Regions from separate parts of the Oryza sativa genome. Here region 1 is linked to region 2. A link is a contact called in public HiCAR-type data. All regions are on one chromosome and are shown on one strand. The core of a region is the stretch at or near the end of the contact, and the rest is flanking DNA. Distances in the headings are between cores, read along the strand shown. Region 1 has its middle 3.6 kb from the start of LOC4348163. Region 2 holds the start of LOC4348156 (a long non-coding RNA gene).

Region 1 (6,437 bases), core at 1,577-4,076, 76 kb before region 2:
ATACAATTCTACAATCTTTGAAGACTATAGTCAGAAAAAAGAACAAGGCAACCACACTATACGTCTACGTCTGATTCTACTGCTAAAAACAATAAGCTTGTTCAATAAAAGGGGAAGGAAGCCTCCACATGGAAGAAGTCGTGAATACATGACTGCATGTTTGCGTCCATCATAAGTACATAACTTTAGATTTTGATGACTGCAATTAGACACACTCGGGTGCAATAACACTTGAAATTTAGAAAGTTTAAGGCTTAGTTCTTGTTGGATTACTTACTTAAATTATTTAAATAAATTATCTACTACTCTACGCTTTGAAAAATACATTTTCTCGAAAAAAAAAAATTCTTCCAATATAGGACCAGTTGTTTTATATTATTTCTTAATTTTATTTATTAAATATTAAATTATTCCCCATAATAAAGTAGATAATTCAACGTAACAATTCACTTAATTAATAATTTATTTCAGACTAAACCTGAGTCGTTAAGACAAGTTTCAAACTCGGCATCATGACTACAGAAGTATTGGCAACTAGGTAAATGCATATAGTTTAACCAGTTATATAAAAATTTCGTAAAATTTAATAATATAGACGATGATAATATAAAACACTTTACAAAACATGCAATTCTAAATGCGATCTACACATGAAGAAAAAAATAACAATTTTTATCTGCGTTGTACGGGCACTATTCACTATCTAATTTTATTATTTTGTTTCTCTAGTTATAGATCAAATATAGTCTTGCATGTTTGTATATAAACTTATATCATCACAATTAGTATTACTTTTTTTTATATTTTTATAACTATTTGAGTCACATGTATATGATGGGTACCAAGACACATATAGCGAAGAAAATCCTGGTTCATCATGACTAACAAAGTTATTCCTAGTGTAAACTATTTCCTTGGAAGGTTTGAACAACCATGCTATGGAGTAGTACCCAGATTCTTTTCTACTCGGATTTGGCCACTATATCATAACAAGGAAAAAAAGGTAGTGAGTATGCACTCAAAGTCCACAGTAGGTCCACAACTGTTAACACGAAAAATTCCACCACATGCTGCCATCACAAATCGGCTACTCATGCAAGAAACCCATGCAATACACTGTGACCAGAAAAGCATTATGTTAGATTAAGGGATGTCAGGACAGCTAGAAAATGCCAAAAATATAAATATAGTTATATTCCAATTGTGTGTAAGTGTGATACTGCCAAAAAAGTAAATATAGTTATATTCCAGTTGTGTGTAAGTGTGATACAGCCGTCAGCCATGGGAGGAATTTAATCATCCATGTAGGGTGCCAAACGACTATGACACTTCTTCCCTCACGCGTCAGCAGGTAATTACTGTGAAATGTTGCTTTACTAGTAGTTTTAGTAAGTACGGAGTACTAGATTTCTTAAAATTTGTTTGGTTTCATCATTAATTAATTGACAAAGTTTGGGGATCGTTTAATTAAGCACTAGGATTGTCGTTATCATTATGGACGAGGAAGAATCGAACAACCGGCAGAAACCAAAAATGTGCAGCTAGATGTTACTCACTTTAATTATATTACTGAGGAGCAAGCTAATTAAGCTAGCCAACGAATTAAGGCAGCTGTACAGCATATGTGCACATTGCGCTTATGCCAATTTAATTCACTTCTTGTCATCTAAACTTATACACACAACTTAAACTTGCAAACTAAACTGACATAGTGTGAATGATGGGGAATGGATTCTACTAATCCTCGAGCAGATATTCCATGGGTATTTTTTTCTCCAAACTCAATATAAATATTTACAAAAAATTTAAAACAATTGACAATATAGAATATAAGTGGCATCTATTATTTTTTAAAAAAAACAAGTTTGAGAAAAGAAAAGATAAATTTGGATATGATGAATTTATTTTTTTCACTCCATATGTGTGAGTTAATTGTCGATTTAGGATTTTGTGAAGTGGTATATGTAGTATATGTCATCAAAAAAAATTTAAAAGAAAGATGTTTTATACTTCTTTAAAAGTCTCTAGTAGTGGTGGTGGACATGCTCTCATGTCTAGATCCGTTGTCCTAAATAATAACACATTTAATCATAGATTAGTGTATTATGGGCCGAGGAGAGTACATATATATTTTTGCTAATTTTCATAAATATTAGGATGGTTTCTAACAAACGAAGCGGCCAGGACATCCCCTGGTCGAATGAAAGCGTACATGCATTTATGTTTTCCCATGTAATTGGAAAATACAGCTGTACGGTAGTAGTATTACTCCCTCAATCCCAAAATAAGCGCAGCCATAAGTTTCTGTATCCAACTGTAATCATCCGTCTTATTTAAATTCATTTTTTAAAAAACTAAAAAAATATAAGTCACGCATAAAATACTATTCATGTTTTATAATATAATAACAATAAAAAAACTAATTATAAAAAATGGATACGGAAACTTATGGTCGCGCTTATTTTGGGACAGAGAGATTATTTCTCAAAATAACTAATCGGAATTCCCCACGGAGCTAACTCCGTCCTAAAATATAAACATTTGTAGCATAGTGACAAGTCAAATATTTTTAACTTTAACTATTAATTGCAAAGAAATAAAAAAGATCAATCATGTAAAATTGATGTTACTAGATTTATCATTAAACAAAATATCATAATATATAATTATTTTTATTTAAAATATCTTACTTTTATAAATATTATTGGTTGGTTAGGATCTAAAAATACCAAGGAAATTGCCAATCACCAAGCAGTCACCATCTACCATACATTGCAACGTGCATCCTGAAGCTTTTTCTCTCAAGCTTGTTGCTGCTGTGCTGTCCACCCTGCTTGCACCGGCCATGGCCCATATGGTGGCCAGCCAGGGGCGTAATCATGACTGCTACCACGAAGAGGGGTCACCGGCATTCAGATACGCAGGACTTGTTCACTTTATTATTGTTTCATTCAACCAAACGAAAATTTTATGTTACTAAGTTTTAATAAGCTAATAAATTAAACAGATGTCCATATCAAAAAATTGATAGTAGTTCCCAAACTTTTCTCTCACAAAGCCACTACTCCCTCCGTTTCAGGTTATAAGATGTTTTAAGTTTGGTCAAAATCAAATTGTTTTAAGTATGATAAAGTTTATAGAAAAAAATAGTAATATTTTTATCCAAGATAAATTTACTAAAAATATATTTAATTATTAATTTAATAAAACTAATTTGTTAATGTAAATATTACTATATTTGTTTATAAACTTAGTCAAACTTGAAGCAGTTTGGTTAAAACATTTTATAACCTAAAACGGAGGTAGATTTTGAAAAGGCACAGACTAAACACATACAACACTATCAAAATTTAGGTAACGTCAAAACTTATAAAAAAATTTGGTATTGTCTAAATTTGATAAGGTTGTCTCTTTTTCATTAAGATATGGATTTTATCTTAGTTTCCGTTAGCACGCTTTTTAAACTGCTAAACAGTATATTTCGTGCGAAAACTTTCTAATATACAAGTTGCTTTAAAATATCTGATAAACCACTTTTAAATTTATAACAATTAAAACTTAATTAATCATATCTTAATGATTTTTATTTTGTTTTCTACCACCTAACCTCATACTATTTCATCAACGGTAGAAACGAACCCCAGCTCAGAGCATAACTAAAGATTTGCCCTTGATTGGCCCGAAGCGTCTTGCACGCCTCGCATCGCATATACGCGACGCGCCCACACACAGCTGCATATGCTGCACAAAGCTTTTGCAGATGCATGTGTTGGCCTCAGCTTTCCAGGGTACGGTCGCTGGCTCACCAAGGCAATATGCAGATCTCAGCTCTCACATCTAGCTAACTAACTTGTGTACTACCCGTAACTGTGTCTGTGTGTTGGTACAATCGTGCATCGCGTGACACGTGATCGGATCCATATATCGGTCGACAGTTCGACACCTACCTAATTTATTGTTAGCATCGGAGGGGGTTATACAGGGACCTGTACCGTTTAATTTTGTCTCTCCACCACTTGCAAATATACAGATACGGATAAGATTAGAGAAGAGTTAGTAGTAGTACACCACCTAAGCTCGTTAACTCATCCTGTGCTGGTCGCATTCTTTTGCCAACATAGAGTTGGTGGTGGGACTGTTTTTAACTTCCTGCGAGAGACAATCCATACTGTGGTAGATGTGATTTCTATTTGTTTTCGAGCCGTTTTCATCCTTATCTAAAACGGTGTTTAGATTCGTGATGAGAACTGTAGGGAAATTCCTCCCGTACCAATATAGTTTTCGTAAGAAAATAATATCGTTTTTTATTGTTTTCATTTCTAGCCATATATAAATTTTTTTTTCTTAACTTCTTTCAGCACAGTATTAGGAGGAGACCGTGGATCGAACGAGAGAATGCAAGTTCCACTATCTTGGAGGTGAGGAGGACCTGTTGGTGTGTGGCTCCTCGAAGCCAATGCTGTGGCACCGAGACTTACAACGGTGAGTAGAGAGGAGCAGGGAGTGGTGTGCGTTTGGTCAGCGTCTATAGCAAGATTCGGGGCGAGGCTCAATGGTGTAAGAGCTTCAATGTGATGACGCGGAGCCGATAATAGGTTATGCTCGAGCCATGTAGGTGTTGCCCAAATAGAGTAAAGCTGGAAATAGAAGCTGAGGCGCCGACAAACTCCTACAACATAACAGTTTGGGGGAGGAGAGGAGAAAGGAGCATCACGACATAAGTCAAGGAGCCTCCGTCTCTGGTTGAGGGATGCAAACTAGACTTGGTCCGCTTGTGTTGACATGGCATCCCAATCACAAAATAGAAGTGAGGCCCATGTGTAAGTGACTGGGGACAAAATAAAATAAAAATTATAGGGCCTACTTGTCAGGCTCTTTCTCCACTTAATATCTTTTTTCCCAAATCCTCCCCTCTATATTTTTCCCAAATCCTCCACACTCAGTGCAGCTCATGTCTAGCACCGGTGGCCTCGTCCTAGCATCGCTGCAGCTGTGGGAGAGGGAGCGGTTCGTCATGATGGCAGATGACGTGGTCGGTGGACACAAACGAACGACGATGGTGATGACACGTAGAAGGAGAGCGGGCGCGAGCGCGCAAGGCGTGGAGTAGGATAAGGAAGAAGGGGGCAGGTTCCATGGTGACCACCACTTGGCAACACCCTGGTGAGCAGACCCTAACAGCCATAATCATACTGTCGAGAAGAAAACCCTAAAGCCGCCCAACTTCCTCAAGCTCGTATTTCACCGTGGCGTTGTGGGGGTCCCTTCAGTAGGCCAGTGGTGACGGCGAGGAGGTAGGACAAATCATGCTCTTGCCGACTTAGGTCGTCAACTGGCTTGAGGCCGTCGTAGATTTTGTCGTGGGCAAGGGAGCAAATCCAACAAGGTGGGCGATTGGCCGCAACATCTTCATCATCTCCTCCTCCTTCCACTTATATTTTCCTGTCGTTATGCCATAGTTGCCGAACAGGCTGTCCTCGTCGTGGCTGATAGATACACCAACCAGGAGACATCACGACACGTCATCGCTGTTCCGCCACCTCTGCAGCGTCCCCATGTGCGACGATGGGCCCACCACACTGTGTCGAATCAAGCACGTATCAGATGTGTCACGATAGCCACGGTGCATGCGGAGGAGGCATATGACAATGTTTGCCACCGTCGCCCTACCGCTGCTAGCTGCCGCCCGTCCCACTTCTCCAAGAAAAGATTAGGAGGGGAGAAGGGACCTAACAAGTGGGCCCCGCCAGTTTTTAAATTTTTCACTAGTCACTTATATGTGGAACCCACTGATATTTTGTGATGGGGCTACCACACCAACACCGGTAGACAAGTCAACATGCCTCGTTCATGAAAACCACTCTCGAAATCGAGGAGGAAGTTAAATTACACCGATTTTAATAGTTGAAGGATCAATATATCTGGTACTACTGTTGAGGGATGCGTATCAAATTGAACCTATATTTGAGGGACTCAAAGTGAACTTATTCCCCCAAACAAGTATGCTGACTGCCAAGTGAAAGCCCAACAGAATCACTGGTGTTTGCGGGCAGCGTCGAGCTCGGCCTAGCCCACAAGCATGCATGCCACACTAGCTTAGCTGTCTCATGCCACCACTAAACATGAGATGCATGCTTGCCGCTAGGCGCTGACTGGTGACGCCTGTTGATAACCGTAGATACGCTTGCAGCCTCTGGCTCTCCGTACACGTATATATATGCTCAGATGCATGCACCGATGCGTGCCAACGTACGTTGCAGATGGCCTCCCTGACTGCACACGCGTACACGCACGTACGCAAGGACCAGCGGATCCGACCGCCAATTCTCGCGTGGCATGCATGACAAGCAGCTAGCACCACCACATCGTATGACACGTAGATCACGATGATCGCCTCGAAATCCCCTCCTGTACTCTACTACACTACGACTACCCAT
Region 2 (6,317 bases), core at 3,663-6,162:
CACTTGCCGCCCAAGTTTGAAATCATCATTTTCAGTTTCCAATTTTCACATAATAACAGAGGCAACCGCTCTGTACAACATTTTAAAATAACCCATTTGAAAGAGTTAATATCATGTCATTTATAACCATAGCAAATTTTCTAAGCATGGCTAAGCAATAGCTATAGTAGTAGCTCGAATATACCCATATTGGTGCTTGGATAGGACCACAACCCATCCTAGGTCCATCAACAATAGGGTGATCAATAATCAAGGTGGATAATGCAACAATTAGGAGTTGTTCTACCAAAGTCCCACATTTTTGCAAACACCGCATGCAATTTTAAACATAATAAAGCATTTGCGAAAATATATGATTCAACATGATCGAAGGAGGAATTGATCTAATAGTACTTGCTTGCTCAAGAGTTACTCGAATATTTCTTGATCCTGCACACTCCCATCAACGGCAACAATCGATCTGTCCTCTATTTAAATTTAAACCTATATTCAAATGAAAATCCAATAAAACTCCAAGATAAAATATCATGCACGGTGCATGAACATGTTCAGTGTATAGATGATGGTTTAATATAAATTTAGGAGAAAGATTCGCCTAAATCCGATGTTGAATGTGCAAGTTATCACGTTTCTAAGATATTAAAATACGGTACGTACTATTCGAATTTAAATTAGTGAATTTTTTTACAACAGTGATTCTAAGTTTGAGTGTGCAGTATTAAAAAGAGAGTTGGAAACTAACAAAATCTGGTTCACCTCAATCGGAGCTAAAATGAATTTTCTATGATTTTCCAAATTTTCAGCATTTTATAGTGCATAAATAATTAACAGAAAATCTTTTCTCAGATTTAATAATTTGTTTATAAAAGAAACTAAAGGGCACTGCTTGAAGTACGTTTTCCTATAGGGAAGAGAAGACGCATTTCTGTTCTGTATATCTCTACTCTACTTTTATTTAAAAAATTCGTAGTGGTGATGGTGAAGCACATATTTTCCCGACATGCGATCCAACATAATGTACATCGACACGCTTCAGAGCGGCACACTACTCCTCCGCATCCCTCTGCACCACCCACGCGCGATTCCTACGGATTGCTCGCAATCCGCAATCAGCGGGAAAAAAAAACACGCTAGCGCCGCCCCACATCGCCGCGCCGCTCCCCCTTCGCCACGGCTCATCCTCCTCGTCGCGAGTCCCCTCGGCCTCCGCAATACGCCGCGGCACCACACCTCCCTCCCGTCCCGCACCTCCTCCTAGATCGCCGCCACCGATACCGCGTCCTCCACCGTCGCTGAATCCCCTTTGCCGCGCGCCCATCATTGGATCGAGCGTTGTCGTCATATCCACCTCCACCGTTGTGGAGTCCCCCGCCCCACATCCCCGTCCCCGGCGTTTCTCCACCCCGCATCACCTGCCGTCGACGCTCATCGCTAATCTGCTCCTCTCCGCCACCGCCAGCGCCCGCATCCACGCCTGCCCAGATCACGCTGCCGACGCCACTCCCCGATCTCAACTGACCAATGTCGTGCCCTTACCCCCAGCGCCACATCCCACCCTCTCCTCCCCTTTTGGCCTTCGAGGCTTCGCTTCGGTCCCACACCGACACGAGGTACCGCGGCTGCAGCGCCACTGCTGTTTTCTCAGCTATGATTTGGGATCCTGTGTGCAAGGAGTGGCTGATTACTCCATCCTCAATTTGTTGATTTAGACTTTGGAGGCTTGGTCTGCTTTGCTTTGTTATTTAATTTGCTGTTCCTTATTTTTTTAAATAGATCCATTCCTGTTCAGAGGAGGCATACGGGGCAGAATATTGTTCATTCATAGAGAGGCATAATGCACAGTTAATTTCAATCACTTTCCATTTTCACTGTAAGTTCTAAGTTGTTCCAGAAAGGCCATGATGATATTACTATTAGAATGTTAGATTAAAAATGCATGCCCAGTAGATGTTTTTATTAAATGCCTCTGAAACAATCTGGATGTGATTTCAGCATACGTTTGTGCAAACAGACCCTTTAATTTGATTGTCTAACAGTATCAAATGATGATTTTTCAAGAAAATCCACTGAGGAATTTTCATAATTTATTTGCAATCCACAGATGAAATTGTACTCTTCAATCTTTATAACAACTAACTATAATCTTTTGCCCAGGGGTATTTCAATCCTTACACTAATCTATTTACTGTCAATTAGAGAATGTACCAAAAGAATTTTTGTTTTTGTTATCAAATGTTGCACATTTGATGATAATCTATATTTCTTAATACTGTCTGCACCTTTTGTTTGCAAGCTCCAAATTCTATAAAAAAAAAACCTTGACTGCAAGCTTGTTTACAATTGTTTGGCCAGCACAGTAGGAGCAGGGTCTGATCGGGTGCTCCCTGTGCATAACTGCTATTGGTTCACTGCTGTTCCAAAGTGAGCAATAGTAATTTGGAATGAAAATATACCAATATAAGAGGTTTCCAGCCTCGATATTCAGATGTTCATAATATATCTGACCAAAGTAGAGACAAGTTTCAGGTTCATATATCTGATCAAAGTAGTGCCCTTGCCAAATTCAGTTCCAGAGCAACATGCAACTCCCACTAGGTGACCCAAAAATTTCATTGTGGTTCCACTACAACCAAGTTAAACACGTCAAAGTGAATTTCTTCTTCATGTTCGGACAGAAGTGCATAGCTAGATCAAGATAAGCTAGAGAGCAACCCAATAGTTAGATGACTTGAACATAGCCTTATAAATAGCATGCAAGCCTATAGGTATATATAATTTGATTGGTTTTCCTGAAAATACTAACCAAAATACTTTTTTTTTGTTTTTATCAATTTGGTTAATTATTTTACATGATAATATTTCCACGTTCGGTCATCAACTTATGGTTGTTGCACCCCTGACAGAATGGCTGGGCAGACACCGGTGGCTCTTGGGTGAAATGAGAGCAAGTCAACCGATCATTTTCATGAAGAGATGAATTAGACGGAACAACAGAGCCTCATGGGTATGCAACAAATAACTAGTTTTTTTTCCTAAACAATACATGATTTTTCATTATGACTTAAAACCTACTCTAGATGGGTCAACAATGGGATTGCATATTTCTTTACTTGGTCTCAGAATGAACTGAAATGTTTCTCTTTTTTCATTTAACTATATTAGAAAGCACATATTGTTTGACAATGGTATTAGTTGCATATTGTATTTTCAAAATTTGAAGAACTAAAGAGGTTGACATACTAAAATGCTTTGCATGAACATTACTATGACTTTTACACCTTAAGCTCAAAGTTGTCTTATTTGTCCAGGGACTCAAACTTTTGAGATATGTATATTGGCATGAAGAGAAAAGGATACAAATATATGAAGCCTCTGACTTGTTGGGTTGTTGTATGTGTTAGTTCCTGGCAATGCAGAGCTAGCACTGTAAGGAAATGACTGTGTTGAGGCAAGTGTCAAGCACTAACTTCTTCCACAACAACCCTGTCTTCCATGGTAACCATTCCGTTACTCCCTCCTTCCCAAATTGATCATCACACTATGAAATTCAAGATTTCTCAAATTGATCATCATATAACCGCATGGACACGGATTTCATCAGAATACCATTAATACAACATGGAAGAATGTGTGCATGCTAAGGTGTAATTGGCATGGTGTTAATCGATGCATGTATTGTGGGAGAATGTGTGCATGGTATCTTGATTGATGTGATTTAAATTATCATTGGTCTTGGTGCATAAACATATATGATGATCAATTTGGGAAGGAGGGAGTATTTCTTTTGCTATGTAATGAGAACCATTGTGTAGAATTTTGTAAACAACTTTAACCATTGCTTCTCTGCATGCAAATGCAGATCCATTCCTTTCCAAAAGGATTAGTTACCATTTCTTTTAATTTTTACACATATGATTAGCAATTGTCTATAAGCATTAGGAATGAGAATCAGATGAAACTATAGACAAACTTTCCAAAGTAGTATCAATATGTGGCCAATAATGTGCTGTTCCATTCATTAATTTTGTTATATGTGGTACTAGCATGTGAATACTATAAAGATGTGAAAATTATAAATATGTGACGTAATTATTATTAGTTCTATATTAAGATTTTTTGTTACAGCCGATTTACACTCAATGATTATTTAACATCATTTCACACGGTTGTATTCATTTTAAAACTGTGGGGTCCATCTCTCAGTGAGGGGCACTCCTCTAAACTTTCAGCCAAGCACTAAAGTTTTCATAAATTACATATAAGTCCTAGGCCTAACTGTCAGTGTCTGGCGCTTTGCAGAAAGAACCCCTTTTACCCTAATAACAGGACTAGGTCCTTCTTCTTCAACCTACAGGCAGCTCGATAGGCAGAGAGGCACAACGGCTCGGGAATGGCTCGCCGGCGATGAGCGGTGGAGGGGATGGCTCGGCCTAAGGCCGGGGAAGGCTGGAGTCGGCGAGCGCCATGGCCGGTGGTGCCAGCGGTTCTAGATGACGGGCGGGCGGTGTGCCACGGTCTATGGAGATTCGATTAAGGGATAGGGGATGGCCTAAGGAAGGACTACTAGGAGACTTACCCTGTGCAGTGCTCGGTTAGAGTTGAGGCGGTCTGAGGCGGCGTGACGACGAGCTCCCATGGCGGCAGAGGTCGGTGACGGTGGTGACATGACGGCGCTCTAGAGAGGGGGCCCTATAATTAGTTGATGAAATGGGTTGAAGGGTCTCCTAGGGTCATTCTGGCGCAAGGAGATGGAAGGGAAATCACCGTGGTGGAGATTTGATTGGCGTGGGTTGGGGGGCGGTGCTCTGTTCGGCGCAGACCGTGGTGGTGGTGCGGCCGTTCCCGGCTACCCAGAGGGGTTTGAGCTTCGGCTATGCATGGTGGAGAACGAGTGTGGTGTGGGGAGTTAGCTGGCGCGCTTGCTCAATTTATAGGCGAGGGAGGAGCCAGAGGCGGATGCGGAGGCTGTTGTGACGCGTTCGGCGCCATCCATCCTAAAATAACAAACCAAACTCTCTCAAACAGGATCCACCTCGTGAGTTCTTAAATGCATGAGTTCTTACAAATAAATAAATATAATAAAACCTCACCCCTGCGGCCCTACCCGGCTACCCTGCGAGTGCGAGTGCAAGGCGAGTCCGAGACGGAGTCCGTCTCCAGCTTGGTGCTGGAGTCCTATTCGGAATTGTAACTCGTGTACTGTTGTACCCGTTGCAACGCACGGGTATTTTTTCTAGTAACCTTAAATATTCCTGCATGTGTTGTAGCCGCCACCGTCTGCTAGCTTCTGGACTGTCCCATCCGCCATGTTCACCGCGAAGACCGCCATTGGCCTCCCCAACGGTGTACACCACCGTACCGCTCTTCTCACCGAACCACCGGAGCTCGATCGGGGTCGTCCTCGCCGGCCTGAGGTCTGGTACTCGGACGTACACAGTGCACGTACGTCGTGTCTGTACTCTCCATGCATCAGTGTCGTCTAATTGTGTCTTCAACGAGCAGAATACAAGCTGGGACACTCGGCGAGAAGTCCCCACGTTGATGTAGCGCAACTCCGTCCTGTCCGCCAACACCCCCAAGTATGCGGAGAACCGGCCAGTATCCCCCATACCAATGTTCAAAATAGCCGGCTATAGCCACCGCTATAGCGGGCTATAGCGTTTGGGCAGGGTTGGAGCTAGGATAGTTAGCCTTTTGCGCTAAACGATTTTTTCCGCTCATAGCGGCAATTAACCGGCTAAATCCGCTAAACTGCAGATCATTTAGCGCCACTCACTTTGTAGTTTAGCTCCTGGGCCAAAATCAGAGCAGGCCTTGGGCCTTCGCCAGTGGCCCAAAGGGGAGGTAGAAGATCAAGCCAGCAATCTGTGTTGTCTAGACTGTAATGAAGGCATGAAAGAACACTTAATTTGTTTCAGTCCGTGATTTTTTCTTGATTCCATGTTCATATGCATAATTGTTGACTGATTTCTGTCTGGCAATTACAAAACCGCTAAATAGGGTTAGCTGGGCTATAGCCCGCTATAGCCTTTCTTAGCCTCCCTAGATACTAGCCGCTAAAAGCCTTAGCCGGCTATTTTGAACATTGCCCCATACGTGTAAGGCACCGAACACACGTCCATGGCTGAGTCCGATAGCGCGCGCCGACGAACGCCTCCCAGTGGAAGGGCCAGTAGGCCACGCCGCCGCCAAGGCATGGCCTAGCCGGGCGCAGTATGGTTTCCTTCGTTCCGGGCCCCAGCTACTGTCGTCAGACGAGTAGCACCGCATAGCCGTGAAGCCGGGGCGGTTGTAGATGATGAGCAGGCGGAAGAAGG

What was found. HiCAR-type assays count read pairs that join an accessible place to other places.
Region 1: a HiCAR-type map of leaf shows a contact between it and region 2, with 6 times the contacts expected there. The contact joins two enhancer-like sites. A contact is called at or near these places in 10 of 15 Hi-C or Micro-C datasets (leaf, leaf mesophyll, seedling and 1 more) and 1 of 4 datasets of contacts at active chromatin or transcription factors (leaf).

The regions. Positions count from the first base shown.
Region 1 is chr10:3,996,145-4,002,581 of ASM3414082v1, reverse strand. It overlaps LOC4348162. Among protein-coding and RNA genes, the nearest start is that of LOC4348163, 3.6 kb to the left of the region's middle. Within about 2 kb of position 2,826, at least 7 of the 15 cell types and tissues checked have open chromatin away from gene starts, as enhancers often do.
Region 2 is chr10:3,922,471-3,928,787 of ASM3414082v1, reverse strand. It overlaps LOC4348156 (a long non-coding RNA gene), which reads left to right and starts at 1,079. Exons shown (of 4, transcript XR_001540393.3): 1 at 1,079-1,610; 2 at 1,774-1,870; 3 at 2,904-3,004; 4 at 3,309-4,018. Within about 2 kb of position 4,912, at least 4 of the 15 cell types and tissues checked have open chromatin away from gene starts, as enhancers often do.